2 separate regions of the Zea mays genome follow, and region 2 is linked to region 1. Evidence: chromatin contacts called from public Hi-C data. All regions are on one chromosome and are shown on one strand. Each heading gives the region's core, a stretch centred on a gene start, on an enhancer-like site or on the middle of the called end of the contact. The rest is flanking DNA. Distances are from core to core; before and after follow the strand shown.

The links. A called contact is a pair of places that touch in the nucleus more often than the background predicts.
Region 2: a Hi-C map of ear shows a contact between it and region 1, with 2.3 times the contacts expected there. The contact joins the promoter of LOC100274102 here to the promoter of LOC100193088 in region 1. A contact is called at or near these places in 2 of 25 Hi-C or Micro-C datasets (ear and tassel).

Annotation. Positions count from the first base shown.
Region 1 is chr2:40,571,273-40,578,234 of Zm-B73-REFERENCE-NAM-5.0, forward strand. LOC100193088 (WPP domain-interacting protein 2) reads left to right here and starts at 4,804. Exons shown (of 3, transcript NM_001138251.1): 1 at 4,804-5,031; 2 at 5,944-6,195. The coding sequence starts at 5,976. It overlaps LOC103646329 (hapless 8), which reads left to right. Exons shown (of 4, transcript XM_008671062.3): 4 at 1-1,511. The coding sequence ends at 1,186.
Region 2 is chr2:41,248,336-41,254,756 of Zm-B73-REFERENCE-NAM-5.0, forward strand. It overlaps LOC100274102 (Per1-like family protein), which reads left to right and starts at 3,977. Exons shown (of 6, transcript NM_001148481.1): 1 at 3,977-4,228; 2 at 4,318-4,443. The coding sequence starts at 4,340.

The DNA.
Region 1 (6,962 bases), core at 3,554-6,053:
AGAGCATGGTCTGCCACTCGGAAGGGGCTCACTAGATTCTCCCATTTCGACTGCCTCAACTATGGCCCTTCCAGCTGCTTTGAAGGATTCAAGGACTAATGAGGAAGAACCTGGCCCATCTACTGGTAGGACTGTTGAAGAGCAAACCACCGGGTGCTTGAATCAAGAAACCAATTCAATACCTATGGCCAGAGAAGGTGAACTGCCCAGTGAGAAGCCTTTTCGTTGTTCTTGCCAGGAAAACATTGCCAGAGAGTCTCGTCAAAGTCCTGTTGCCAGACCAATGCTGAATTCTACTGGGAAGCAGGTTCCGCAATTGCACATTGGTTCGAGGGCATCATCATCTTTCAGCACGTACCAAAGAACCAGCGCAAAGCCCAACCCTTGCTTTGATCCACATGATCATCTTTTAGCGGCTAAGGTCCCAGCAGAATCTGCTATCAGCTTCCCTTACTCCACAGACTGTATAAGCCCCTCATTCCAAACTCAGCTTCCTTCACCATCAAATCCTGTCTTGAGGCTGATGGGTAAGGATTTGATGGTGATGAACAGTGAAGAGAGTGTGCATCCTCAAGCACCAAGTTCAGACTACATCTTGAGAGGGAATTATCCAGCACCTGTTGGTTTCATGCCTCCAAACTACCAACATCTCAGTAATTCTGCATTTATCAACATGCCGCCGACCACAGCCAGCCACCAGATCCCTCTACCAAGTGTTCAAGCTAGCGGCTTCGTTGCTCCTCCATTGCGTGGTGGTTCTGTGATGCAATCTGACCATCACTCCCAGCAGAAGCCCTACAGAAACATCATGCCTGCCATGCATCGCCCAACCTACATGATGAAAGAAGTGATCGTGATCAACGACTCTCCTGAGCGCAGAAGTGAGCCACAAGGTAGCATGCTGTTCCCCCCTGCTCCGCCTCCACCACTTCCGGTAGTACCAAACAACATGCCACCCCGTCCGTTCTACTGCTTTCCACCGCAGAGCCCAGTTTTGCCAAGGGAGAGGGGGGCTGTTGGGTCCATGCTCGTGTACGCAAACGTTGGCTCAATGGTCGGCGTCAATTCGTCGAGTCAAGGAAGCCAAACGGAAGTCGCCAGTCCTTACATGCCAAACCCGTTCTTCGTGCAGTCTCGAGCCGGTTACATGAACCCGCCAGTGTACTACTCGCAGAATCTGGGGTGATGGTTTCTCAGTAACTCGAATGACCAGGAGAACTCCATTTGGCTTGCCGGTCGTCATCGCTCTGTAAAAGTGGGGGTACATGGGAGTTTCGTGATGGGTCTAAAATGCTGAGACTAGTCAGCCTGCAAGATGTCTGAGTTTCATGAGGATTTTCACATAGGTTGCTTTAGATTTTCTTTTCTTTTTTTTGGTTCCGACTTAAAGGTACAACATGTTTGCCGTCAAAAGTGTTTTAATTACTTCCCTGCAAAGTCGCAGTAAATTATAGTATGCAATTCCCAACAGTTCTGCAAAGGAATATATCTCAGTATTTATCGAAAAGGCAGCTAGAATCTTATAATCCAATTTGCATGTTTATATATAGTCTGGTGTTTGTTCTTTTCCACTCTGTTCTGCCAGTGGTTGCTAGCTCAGCAGTGTAAGTCATGATAGTTGCTAGCTCAGCAGTGTAAGTCATGATATTATTGCCTTGTTTGTTTAACCTCTAGATTATATAATCCAAAGTTAATAGACAAATAAACATCATAGATTATTATGGTAGATTATTATGGTGGATTATATAATCTAGATATCTAGATTATGATAATATATAAGCATGTCATTAAGTGTTTATTTTAGATTATTTTTTGGCCTTTTATCCGCTAATAATATGAGTAAACAAACATTTTTTAATAAGATTATATCAACCGTATTATAATGCGGATTATATAATCTATATAAAATAAGCTGAATTATATAATATTTGAAATCAAACAAACGGGCTCTATATGTATTGTTTGTCGTTCATGGTTATATTATGTAACTGCGAGAAACTATCTATGGTTTGGTTATACTACACATAAAACATCGTCGGGTGAACCAAGTTAGTTCAGTTCCATAGAGATTAAATCTATTTATGTTTAATTTTGATTAGTAAGAACAACTCCAACAAAACTCGTAAAACATTTGTTGGGAAGAAAGCGCAAAATGAGTCCTCCAACGGTACCTTTTTATCCTCCATTATCTTTGTGTCCTGAATATCTAGCCTTTTCTCCCTCAAATTTCTATGAATTTAGGGTGTGTTTTGTTTAGCTTTTGGCTTTGGCTTTCTCCAAAAGCCAAGTTAAATGGCTAGATCTAGAAAGCACTTTTTTTCTAAAAGTCGTGCTTTTAGTGGCTTTTGAATAGAATCGTGAAAATATATAATTTTTTTGCGGGTTTTAATGGTTTACACAACTTTTTTTTAGTTTTTTAGCAGTTCACAGCACACAACAACTTTTTTACACCTCATAGCGCATAACGATTTTTTCACAGCTATAGTCCAACCAAACAGACCCTTATAATTTTTTAAGAATTTTTTTACAGTAGACCCTAATATTAAGTTTAAGGAAATAAATTTTTAGTAGTCTTTTGGAGTTGTTCTAATGACCTCTACATCCCTATAAATCTACTCCTAATTGAATAAGCCTTTAGGAATAGGTCCAAAACCAACCCTTTCTCATGTGTTGCACATACTACGCCTCCTCCTTAATCTATTCCTTGACAAGAAATGCTTTGCTCCATTTTAATGTCGATACTGGAGGGTAAGGAATTGAATTGGGTTCAAAACCAAATTAGACATAGTACTGAAACGAGAAGTAATTCCAATTCTATTGTTTGGATGTCATGTAATTGGAGTTTAGAATTATGCGGTCTAAATCCATGCAATTCAAAGGGGTGACGCTCTGTACTGGGAGATGGAGTTTCTAGTTATAGACCAATTCCATTAGAACTGGATTTCTGTTTTCAAATCTCAATTCCATGTGCAACCAAGCAACAGAATTCAGGAAAGCTGATTTTCCAAATTTCCAAATTCCGTGCTACAATATGTACACCCCCAAACGAGCTATTAGGCTATTCTCAATGAAAAATCCGTATAGCTCTTTTTAACGCTGTGGTATCATCGAAAAGTGGTATAAAACTACGGATGAAACAATGGCTCTTAATGCAATATTTCACTTTACTATTTTACAGGTTAACATATCAATTACACGTTGCAAATCAATGGCCAATAGAAGCCGATGAAATATGTGAAGGTGAAGCAAATCGCTAGGTTTTAGACGGTTTTCAAGAACTTAGAATCGAGTTGAAAGCGTTTCATCCTCATGAAACTCAAATCCTCTTGAATGCTATATGTCATGTCATCAAGGAATCTGATGTTGCACAGTACTAAATGTGCGTGAAATCACCATTGAGAATAGCAATGTATAATGACCAGAGAGCTTGTGGACTGTAATAGAGTACGAGTACCTGAAACGGGTTAAGAAATGTATGCAATTCGCTAGTACTACAGTGGGGATGGAAGGAGCAGCAAACTGGAGTGGTGGGCAGCGACGGCGGGCCGGGTGCCTGCAGCGCGGGGAACGACAGTGGCAGGCTGTGGGCGGTGATGGCGCGTCTGTGGACTGGACGGCCGGCCACGTATCATTCATCCGTGTCCCCTGATCGAGCAGGCAGCTGCTAGCACCGAGTACTACTCGGCTACTCCTACTAGTACCGGCCAGAGGGGAGGGCGCCCGTGTCCGATGACATGAATGGACTTTTGTTGGCAGATGAGCCGGTCGGGACGGGAGAGAGCGAAGGCGGCGAGGCGAGGCAGCTGAGGATGGGAAGGAAGGAGGTGATGCTGATGCCTCACTCGCGGACCCGTACCGATGGCCGCGCCATAGTGAGCCGTCGCTAGCTTGTTGGGTGGCCTGGTAGTGTGTCCACCGTGAACAGCGGACCAATCCATGCATCCTACAACAGTCTACAGAGTGCAGACAGACAGAGACAGGGACACAGGGGAGAGGGCTCAGCCGGCGAGGAAAAGGGGGACGAACCAGAGCGACGGCCGCGGGCTGCCCCAGCTGCGGCCGTGGGGGCGGCCCGACAGCGATAAGAGCTGAGGAAAAGGGGGCCGTGTGTGTCCGCGTGCCCCTCTCGCGTCGTGCGTGCCCACCAAAGTATGCCTCCGAGAGGGTGAAGGGTGGCACCACCGCACCAGGCGACGATGGGCTCTGCTGCATCCGAGAGGCGAGAGGGTGAAGGGTGGCGAGCACAGTGTCCGACAACAGGAGTGGTTACCCCTCGGATGCCAAGTCCGCCATCCATACGTGGTCGACCGGGACTTTGAGCTGCAAAGCTCACGTCATTGTCCATACTCTACGTGGACACGTAGCACTCTCCACTTGTCTTTTTTTATTTTATTTAGCGGCACTTCCGCTGCTGCTGCACGATACAACTCTAATGATAAACTTGGGTTCTTATGATTCCCCGTGGCTTTAACTGCGGTCGACTAGGTTGGTCGATCGGTACAGCTACCAACTAATCGTATGTCCAGCAGCTATATAACCTGGATAAAGCATGGCCCAATAAAACTCCACAAAAGCGGGCTTCTGCGACTGGCAAAGCCCGAAGACCAGCAATTCCCCCCGCAGCGCCCCCACACGGCCTTCTCTTTTCTACTAGGAGTTCAGATTACGGTCTACAGCGGGCCGAACCCACGTTCCGTCAAACCGCAGACAACCGGTATCTGGAACGGAATCCCCCCCGGTTCCCAGCATCATCGTGTGCTCGTGTTAACTACTCTTCTTCTTCTTCTTCTTCCTTGACGGACATCCTTTTCTTCCCCGGCTTCGTTTCGTGCTTTCCTCAACCTCCCCTCTTCCGTGCCGCACAGTTTATCCGCTGCTTCACGGAAATCCTTACGGGGCTGCATATACTATATTCCCTGCGTTCCAGGCGGCCCCGCCCCCGCCCCCCACCGGCTCTTGCTGTCTCCTCTCGCACGGTCGCACCCCGCTAGCCTCCCGGCGTCCCAATCCCAGGAACTTCCGTCGCGTCAGGTGCGTGTGGTTTCTCCGCCGCTCTAGGTTGGTCCGGTTTATTTCGGAATTTCCCGTGAAATTTCTGGTTTGTTGTGACCGAGGGCGACGTCTCGTAGTGTAGTATATATAGTTTCGTGGAATTCTGTGTTTTGCTGGCTGCTTACGAGGATTGTTCATTTGATGGAGGAGTGTGATGAAACACAGAACCCAACCCTGGGAGCTGGATTTCAGGAGCTTCAGCCACATTCACAATCGGGCTTCCTTGTCTTTCATTTCAGCACATAGGATTTAGACACACAAAAAAAAAAAGAGAGATAGAGGTGAAATTAGCATGCCTAAATTGGAGTTTACAACTAGGGCAGAAAATTTAGACCAGTATCCTCCAGAGCCGCCTCATGATTCTGATCCGAATCAGGGCAAGGTAACCTCAATTTGGAGATGCAGATAGTCAAATACGTTAGCTGATTTGCGCCTCAACAACATTACAACACCAACTTCAACTTTTGGTATTGGCATTAGGACAGAGAATCCTGTGCTTTCCCCTCCAAAGTTGCCTTTCGATGAAAGGCAGTGGTCGATAGCTCTCCCTCTCCCCTAAAGGCATTAGGACCACTAGATAAGTTGTTTGTAGAGACGCCACCAAGGAAGCGGTGCAGATTAAGGAGGTGGAGAAAGAGTAAGGAGGCAACCTCCTGACAACCCGCTGCAGTTCAACATCAATTTTTTTTTGGTGCTAGCGATGGGCTGGCTGGCTATTCGCTAGGTGTAATAGGGCTGAAGACCGCTGGAGATTGTAATAGGGAAAAGGGTTTAGGGTGAAGGATTTTTTGGCTTTGCAGGAAAAGGGCGCAAGGCACACTGAAGGGCTATTAGGGACAGGGGACACGCTTCCTTCGCTGAACCTTACTTGATAGCATCTGATGCGCGCAGGTGATGCTTTCAGCAACTACAGGTGTAGGACAATGTCGATGAACTATGATGGGGATAGGAGTGAGGACCGCCAAAGCGAGGAGGTCCAGTCAGCATACAAAAGGGACAGTGACGTTGGTGAGGAAATGATAATAAGTAGCGAAGAGCAAAATGATGAGAATGAATGGAGCTGGGTGAACCAAGATAGAAATGGTGATCCTTTTGCTGAATCGGTTTCCTCACTTCATACGACACAGCAAATCCTCGAAAATGGTAAAAAAAAAGATCTTAACCTTATTCATGTTTCTCATGCACTTTAAAAAAAAAAAACAAAAAATTGCTTGTGTACCTTCTTACACTATGTAATTTTCAACCATGTTCGAAATGTGTCATGACTTGTTTAATACTTTTGCTTAAGGAACACAGTATATGTACAGTGTTTTTATGGTACATGGAAACTTGGAATTTCATGGAGTTACAGCTTTGCTGGCTGAAGTAACTTTTCCAGACCACACCTTTCTTTTTAAGTCTTGCTTTTCTTCAAACATGTCCATGCTTGCTTTGGTCATGCGCCATGCATTATTTACTAAACATGTTGTTTTGTCCAGTTATATCAGGTTGTTTTGTCCGGTTATATGTGACGATAGTTTGCTCACACCTCCCCCTTCTAAAGAACGAGTAATTGTGTCTTGTTCAGTGCTGCATTTGTCAAAATACACAAAAGCTCATGACTATAGAGCTCCCTGCCTTGCATTTACTATTTTTCTTTCATTCCATAGACACAGACAACGATCCTTCCTGGTATTATGAAGCATGCTTTCCACATCAGTAACAAAATTTGCTCTCACATCATTTTGAAAATAAAAGAAAAAATAATCATTGGTTGATTCACAATATAAGATAAGGGACAGGTGTGCACTTCTGGAGTATTTTGATGCTTTTGGCTAGTTCTAGTTCTAACGGATCACCAAACTATAGTGGTTCTTGGTTATAACAAAGCTGTGTCATCCCAGTTATTAGTGAAATATTCTTGAAACATA
Region 2 (6,421 bases), core at 2,727-5,226, 680 kb after region 1:
ACGTCCTGTGGAAGAAGCGGCGCCTTTGGCAGGGGGCGCCACTGGCTTGGTCGTCCCTGTGCGCGATGTAGTGCTAGGCGTAGAAGGTGCAGGGCTGGAAGGAGTTGAGCTGTGTGTTGGACCCCGGCCTGTAAAAGAGTTAGTATATGTCTTTGATCGTCGTCCCTGCACTTCACGTTCAGCTTTGCAAGCATATTCAAACAATGTGGTTATATCAAAATAATCCTTATAATCAAGTATATCCTGAATTTCCCTGTTCAAACCACCACGAAAACGCGCCATAGCAGCGTCATCTGACTCAACCAAACCACAACGAAGCATACCCTTTTGCAACTCCTGGTAATATTCCTCAACAGATTGTGAACCTTGTTGAAAACGCTGCATTTTGTTAAGCAAATCACGAGCATAATAGGAAGGAACAAATCTGTGGCGCATGGCAGTTTTTAATTGGGTCCAAGTAATGACACTGTTAATGGGAAGTTTTTGTTTATACTCACGCCACCAAATTAAAGCAAAATCAGTAAATTCACTAATGGCAGCCTTCACTTGGCTATTAGCAGGAATATCATGGCATGAAAATATCTGTTCTACCTCTAATTCCCAATCAAGATATGCAACAGGATCATATTTACCATTAAAAGATGGAATTTTAAATTTAATCTTAGAAAATAAGTCATTAGGGGGATGTCGAACCACACGACGTGCACGACCACGGCGATCTCCATCGTCCTGCTCAGTGTCACCGCCGTATTCCTGCTCCATCTTTGTGGTCAATGCATCAAGGCGTGCCAGGATGGTGTCGAGTGTGGTGCGAGTCGCCGTTTGAGCAAGGTCAAGTTGGTTGAAACGCTCGGTCGTCGAAGTGATCGTTGAATCAAGCCGTTAATGCATCGTCCTAATGTCAGCAGCAAGTCCATCAACTTGTCCCCTTACTTCCTGCAACTGGGCATCCACCATGTCGTGTGCTCCTGCCATAGTTAGCGCAAACACCAAAACACCAAAAGGAGAAAAACCAACGACAAAAACAGGGGTGTACTGCTCACAAGGCGCTCACACTAGTGCTGTTATCAAGTTCTTATCCGTTCTTACCAAGCCACAGTGGTGAACTGCAATCAACAGGTGGAACCGGTGAAAGATTGGATGAGCGATTGCGTGGAGAAACAGAAACCTGCTCGTCGTAGAAATATGTGGAGTTGTGGGTAGGCTGCACTCAAGTCAAGGATTAGCACGATCAAACAATAATGCAAAGTTGAATTATAGTGCAAAACACGAAACTATATTGCTGGCCACAGGTGCAAAGGATGGATGGAACTAGCAGAATGGCAGTACCGTAAATATTGTACTAGTGATGCCAAAAAGGCACTAGTAGAAATCACAGGTGATTTTGTTTTTCTTTGTTTGTATAATTTTTTTGATATTTTTCTCAGCACAAGAAGCAACAAGATAGGAGCTATACGCAGTTTCACCTAAAACAGATATCAGATGTGGTCTATAGAAAATCAGGAAGTTCTCTGAAAAGCGTGCGAGAACGTTGACGAATTTTTTTCTTTATTTTCCTGAATTTTTTTGACAATTTTGTCGAAACCAAACAGACCAAAGGTGAGTTTGGCCGGGCTCAGAATGGTGTCAACAAGCTCCTGTAAAAATTTCAGATTTTTTGGACACCCGAGCGAAAAGTTATGCCCGGTTTACGGAAGGTACCTCAAGTTATGTTTTAAAAACTACCGGGATGAAACAACCGTATCCTTTCTCCTTCGTTTTCTTTTTTTTGTTTTTGTTTTTTTATGTAACCGAAGGAGAAAAACAAGGAAGCGGTCGTTGACTCGGTTTGTTTTTTTTCTGTTTTTTTTCGTAACCGAAGGAGAAAATCAAGGAAACGGCTGTTGACTCGGTTTGTTTTTTCTGTTTTCTTTTTGACGTAACCGAAGGAGAAAAACAAGGAGACGATGTTGACTCGGTTTGTGGCGTGATCAAACGGGAGATGGTGGCGGCGCTAGGATTTGAATGGTGGAAGAACACAATGCAACCAGCAACAAGGAAACGCGAAAGCACACAAATTCAACAATGCAGATTATTGAAAGAAAGTGCGAGGCTCAAAAGGGTGCTGGGATAAGATCTAACCTGAATTTTTATGTGGTTTTGTGGACTGTAGGAAAAAAAACGCTCGATAAACTCACCGATCAACCTGGAAATCTGATACCAATTGATGTAGCTGAGGTGCCCGATCTTTCGGCGAGTAGAGATAATTCCGATTTGGCGGAAGATGGCCCTTGCGATCCGACTACGACGAGCAAGCCCGAGGCGCCAATGCAATCGCTGAACCAACTCCCTGTGGTTACCGACCTTGCTGATGCGAGATCGGCCTGATCACGAAGATCGTTTCCTGTGCGCAATCGAAGAACGAACAAGAACAAGATGCGAGCAATCTAATCTATTACTCGAGGGTGGAGTTCTGAATACACGAAGACAGCGCAGATTTGCGCGTGTTCGAGAGTAGCTAAGGCTAACGTAAAACAAAACTCCGAAAATAAAGGAGGCGCAGCTCCTGAATAAATAGAGAGGGGGCGCAGCCCCTAGGGGCGGCCAACCCTAGGTCGTCCATTATGGGCCGCAATTGGGCTGGTCGTCTATTCTTCCGGGCCTTCGTTCTTTAACAACATGATGTAGTTCAATTCTCTTGCACGGGCCCGAGTCACTGGCCCAGGTGGAAGGGGTGGCGCCTGGGCTAGAGAAGGTGCTGCTGGTGTAGATGTGCTCGTGTTGGTGTTGATGTCCGCATCACCTACCCTATCACTAACGGGTCGGCGTCAACCGTCCACTCTGTAACGGTCCAACCGCAGGGTGGCGCATAGGACATCGTAACCCGAGAGCGGATGAGAATATAAAGGAAGGAATTTGGCACATGGACGATCGGACAATCCGACGTTGTGGCCCGGTCAGTCTGTAAGAGTAGCCCGAACAGTCCGCGATTAGATTAATTTAGGCTGGAGTTCTTAACTCTTGCATGGTTATCGTAATGACCTATGGGAAACTGTTCCTCTTCTATAGGGTCTCTATTGGAAGGCGAGATCTAGGTTATACATGAAGCCCTCTGCGCCATCCCGAACGGTCCGCCGTCTACATGCAGACGGTCCGTGTACCTACAAAGAAGAGTGTAGTTATCTGCTCCACGACGGACGAACTGGTGTTCAACCGCGGATCGTCTGGTGACCTATCACGAATCGTCTGGCTCCTCGCAGAGAGGTCCCCAAGATCTCATTCTTCGAGAGCGCGATATAGAGATCATTGATGTTTGGATAAAAAACGTCAACGAAATGGGCAAACTTTAGTGCTACATATTTTTTTTAAAAAAATACTAGAAAACATTTATTGAATAATTTGACTTTTACAATTTAACTTATAATAAATTACTTGTCTCTATTATACTATTCTTCCCATTGGTGCAGACTTTTATTGAACCGTTTCAAAAACGTCACATCATTTTTTTGTCTATAAAACTATACATCATAAGTTTCATATAAAAAACTCTATCACCTTCTATAAACTCTCTTTCTCTCTCTCCTTATGAATCTTCGTGTCATCATACTTGTTAATATGATGGGATATCTAATGAAGATAAAGGTTAAATGAAATCACTACAGGGATAACCTTGTGCATCTTGCTTCGAGAGAGCTGTAGTTTTTATTTCTAACCATTATTCCGTTTATCAATTCATGTAGCAGTTTATGGTCGTTCCATGTAGCAGTTTATGGATTCTTTTCCCGGTTGAAGGAGGTTTGGACTAGGCTGAAACGAGACGGCGGGGCCCCATCGTTGTCACAGCCAGTCTACTCCGGCGGCCCAGCCCACGTACAGTCGAGCAGGCGATCTCGCACCCCTGGTCGCCTGGTCAGCAGTGAGCAGTCAGCGGCTGCGCGCCGCCTCGTCGGGACTCGGGGGCAGAGCTGGGGCTATCTCTTGAGCTGGTGGTCAGGTACTCAGGAGGTCATCCATGATCCATCCTGATTCTCCCTCGTCCTGCTCCCCTTTCCTTGGCCGGCCGGCGCGCGGAGTGGAGGTCGACCGACATTGAATTCCCTCTTTCCTTCTTTGCCGCTCAATTGCCCCCTTGCTCCGCGGGAAGCTGGCCACCGGTCCTGCCTGCGCAATCCATTTTGTTCGTACTATTATTGTGTAACCATTGTGCTCCGTGGAGCCGTAGAGGTGGAGATCTGGGTTGCCATTTCCAGTAAGCACCCTGATTTGCTTACTTTTGCTCCGTCCGCTATATGTCCTGGCCTCCTGGGTATTCTTCCTGATTTCACTAGGATTTCACAGGACCCTGGCCGCGTCCGCTGCGATGGGTCGAAGCGTCTGGGCGGTTCCGTTGGCTTCCCTTCTTGCGTTTGGTTTGGTGCTCGGCTCCGTCGAGGCCAGCCTCGGGGATGTTGATCCGCGTTACAGGTGAGCTGCATCTCTGTGTGTCTCTCCTCAATCTCTACTTGTCTCCAGCAGTACTAATTAGTTATGCACCGATTATTTTCTGTTGCTCAAGACATGAAGCAAAACCCTGCTTGATCTAGATTCTTGTAGGAGGATTTCCGATTTCATAGTCCCACTGTTGTTATTGTTAATCCGGTAAATCTTGGACAGGACATAACATCTATGGTCTGTTTATGACATGTAAAGATAATGATGTGTTAGTGTGTTACCGTTTGAATGTGGCTGATGACTACTCCCATGCTAGCTAGTTTGCTGCATAGTAATATATCAATTTGAAATAGGGTCCCTCAAAATAGATCACACGCGCACAGCTGAATCTCTGCGGCAAACGGTCATTTGATTAAGTTAACACTTGCTTTCTATGCCAAGTGGAACATGTATCAGTGTCTTATGAGACGAGATGTGAAGCAATAAGGCATGAGCTTTACTAGAACAACTTGATTGCCTGGTGTGTAATTTTGTAACAACGAGTTGGTTCTAGGATCCTAGCAAACATTACAACATCAACTTGGAAATAAGAATTTGGTTAATTATGTCTTATTTGGATTTGATGACATATTATGAACTAAACTTGCTATCTCTACACCTAAAAAGACTCTGACGTCATCTCTTGGTGACACCAAATCTTGATCCTTGCTCATGTGTCCGTGTTCGATATGAATCATCCTTCATTCACAGCTCATGTGTTGTCGTCCTACCCAATTTCGATACGAAAACCAGATCTCACGTCCGCATCCAATTACTGAGGTTTATGGCCATGGTGCAGTACACAGGCATATATCTAGTGTACCTAGAAAAGCCAAAGCAACTTACAATTTCGGACAGAGGGAGTACTATTTGTGAGAATGCAATAAGTTTTGAATTTATTGAATTTGACCCTATGACTTGTATATTGTGTCCATTACATTACTAGGCTTTTGAGGCTTGAGCATTGTGCCTGATAAAAACACTGCACGAAGGAAGCCTGAACCTTTGATGAGTTTTGCTGGGCCAGGTTGTGATGGAAGGGAAGCCCTAGTTGTATTGGATAGGAAGTGATTACATATTTACATATATATAGAGACCCAGGATAAACCCTAACCCTAATGGGTCGGGAGCCCAACAGTGGTGCCAACCCGGCTACGGATACATATAGGAAACACACACTCTACCCTCCCCTCGTAATCGCAACGGCAGCACCGCAAACGATGAGACTGGAGCATAAGCCGAAGGTAGGAGCCGACGGGTTGAAATCCCTCACAGTCGCAGTGCTGTGAGGGTGCAAGTGTTGCGGCTGGAGCAGAGGCCGATGTGCACTCCATGCAGATGATAGCCCCTGGATGCCGAGGTAGCTGAAGTCGAGGTGGTGTGCAGCCTCGTTCTTCGAGGGGTAGACGTTCGAGCGTCAACAGTCGGCGGGGCGACACAATAAAAGAAGAGCAGCAGCAGACCGGGGACCTTCTTGCTTCTTCTATCATCCGGTCGTCGAGGGGCCTTGCCAGGGAGGCCAGCGGCAGCACACACATCTGCGTCGGTCAGGATGGTCGTGCCTGCGGTTGAATAGAAGGGGTATCGCTAGATCCGGCCTTGGAAGACCACGACAGCGTCGGATCTAGCCATGAAGACGGCGATCCGGCCAAAGGGACGACAGATCCAGACGGGAAGGTTGCGGCAGCAGTGGATCTGGCCAAGAAAGCCGTGACAGCAACGGATCCAACTGTGGCGGCGACGAAGAATGGGGAGGGAAATGGGGCGGGTCCAACCGGGCAGTGGCCTGTACTGGGCTTGGCAGGATTGGTTTGACGCCGACGTTGAAGGAGAGACGCGGGGCGCTGCTGAAGGGTTAGGAGATGGCCGGCGGTGGCGCTGTGGAGGCAGCGCTGGCTGAAGGAGAGGCCGCCACACGCGTTGGAAGAAGGGTCGGCGCTAGGAGGACGATAGCGACACCGGAAGAGTGGGG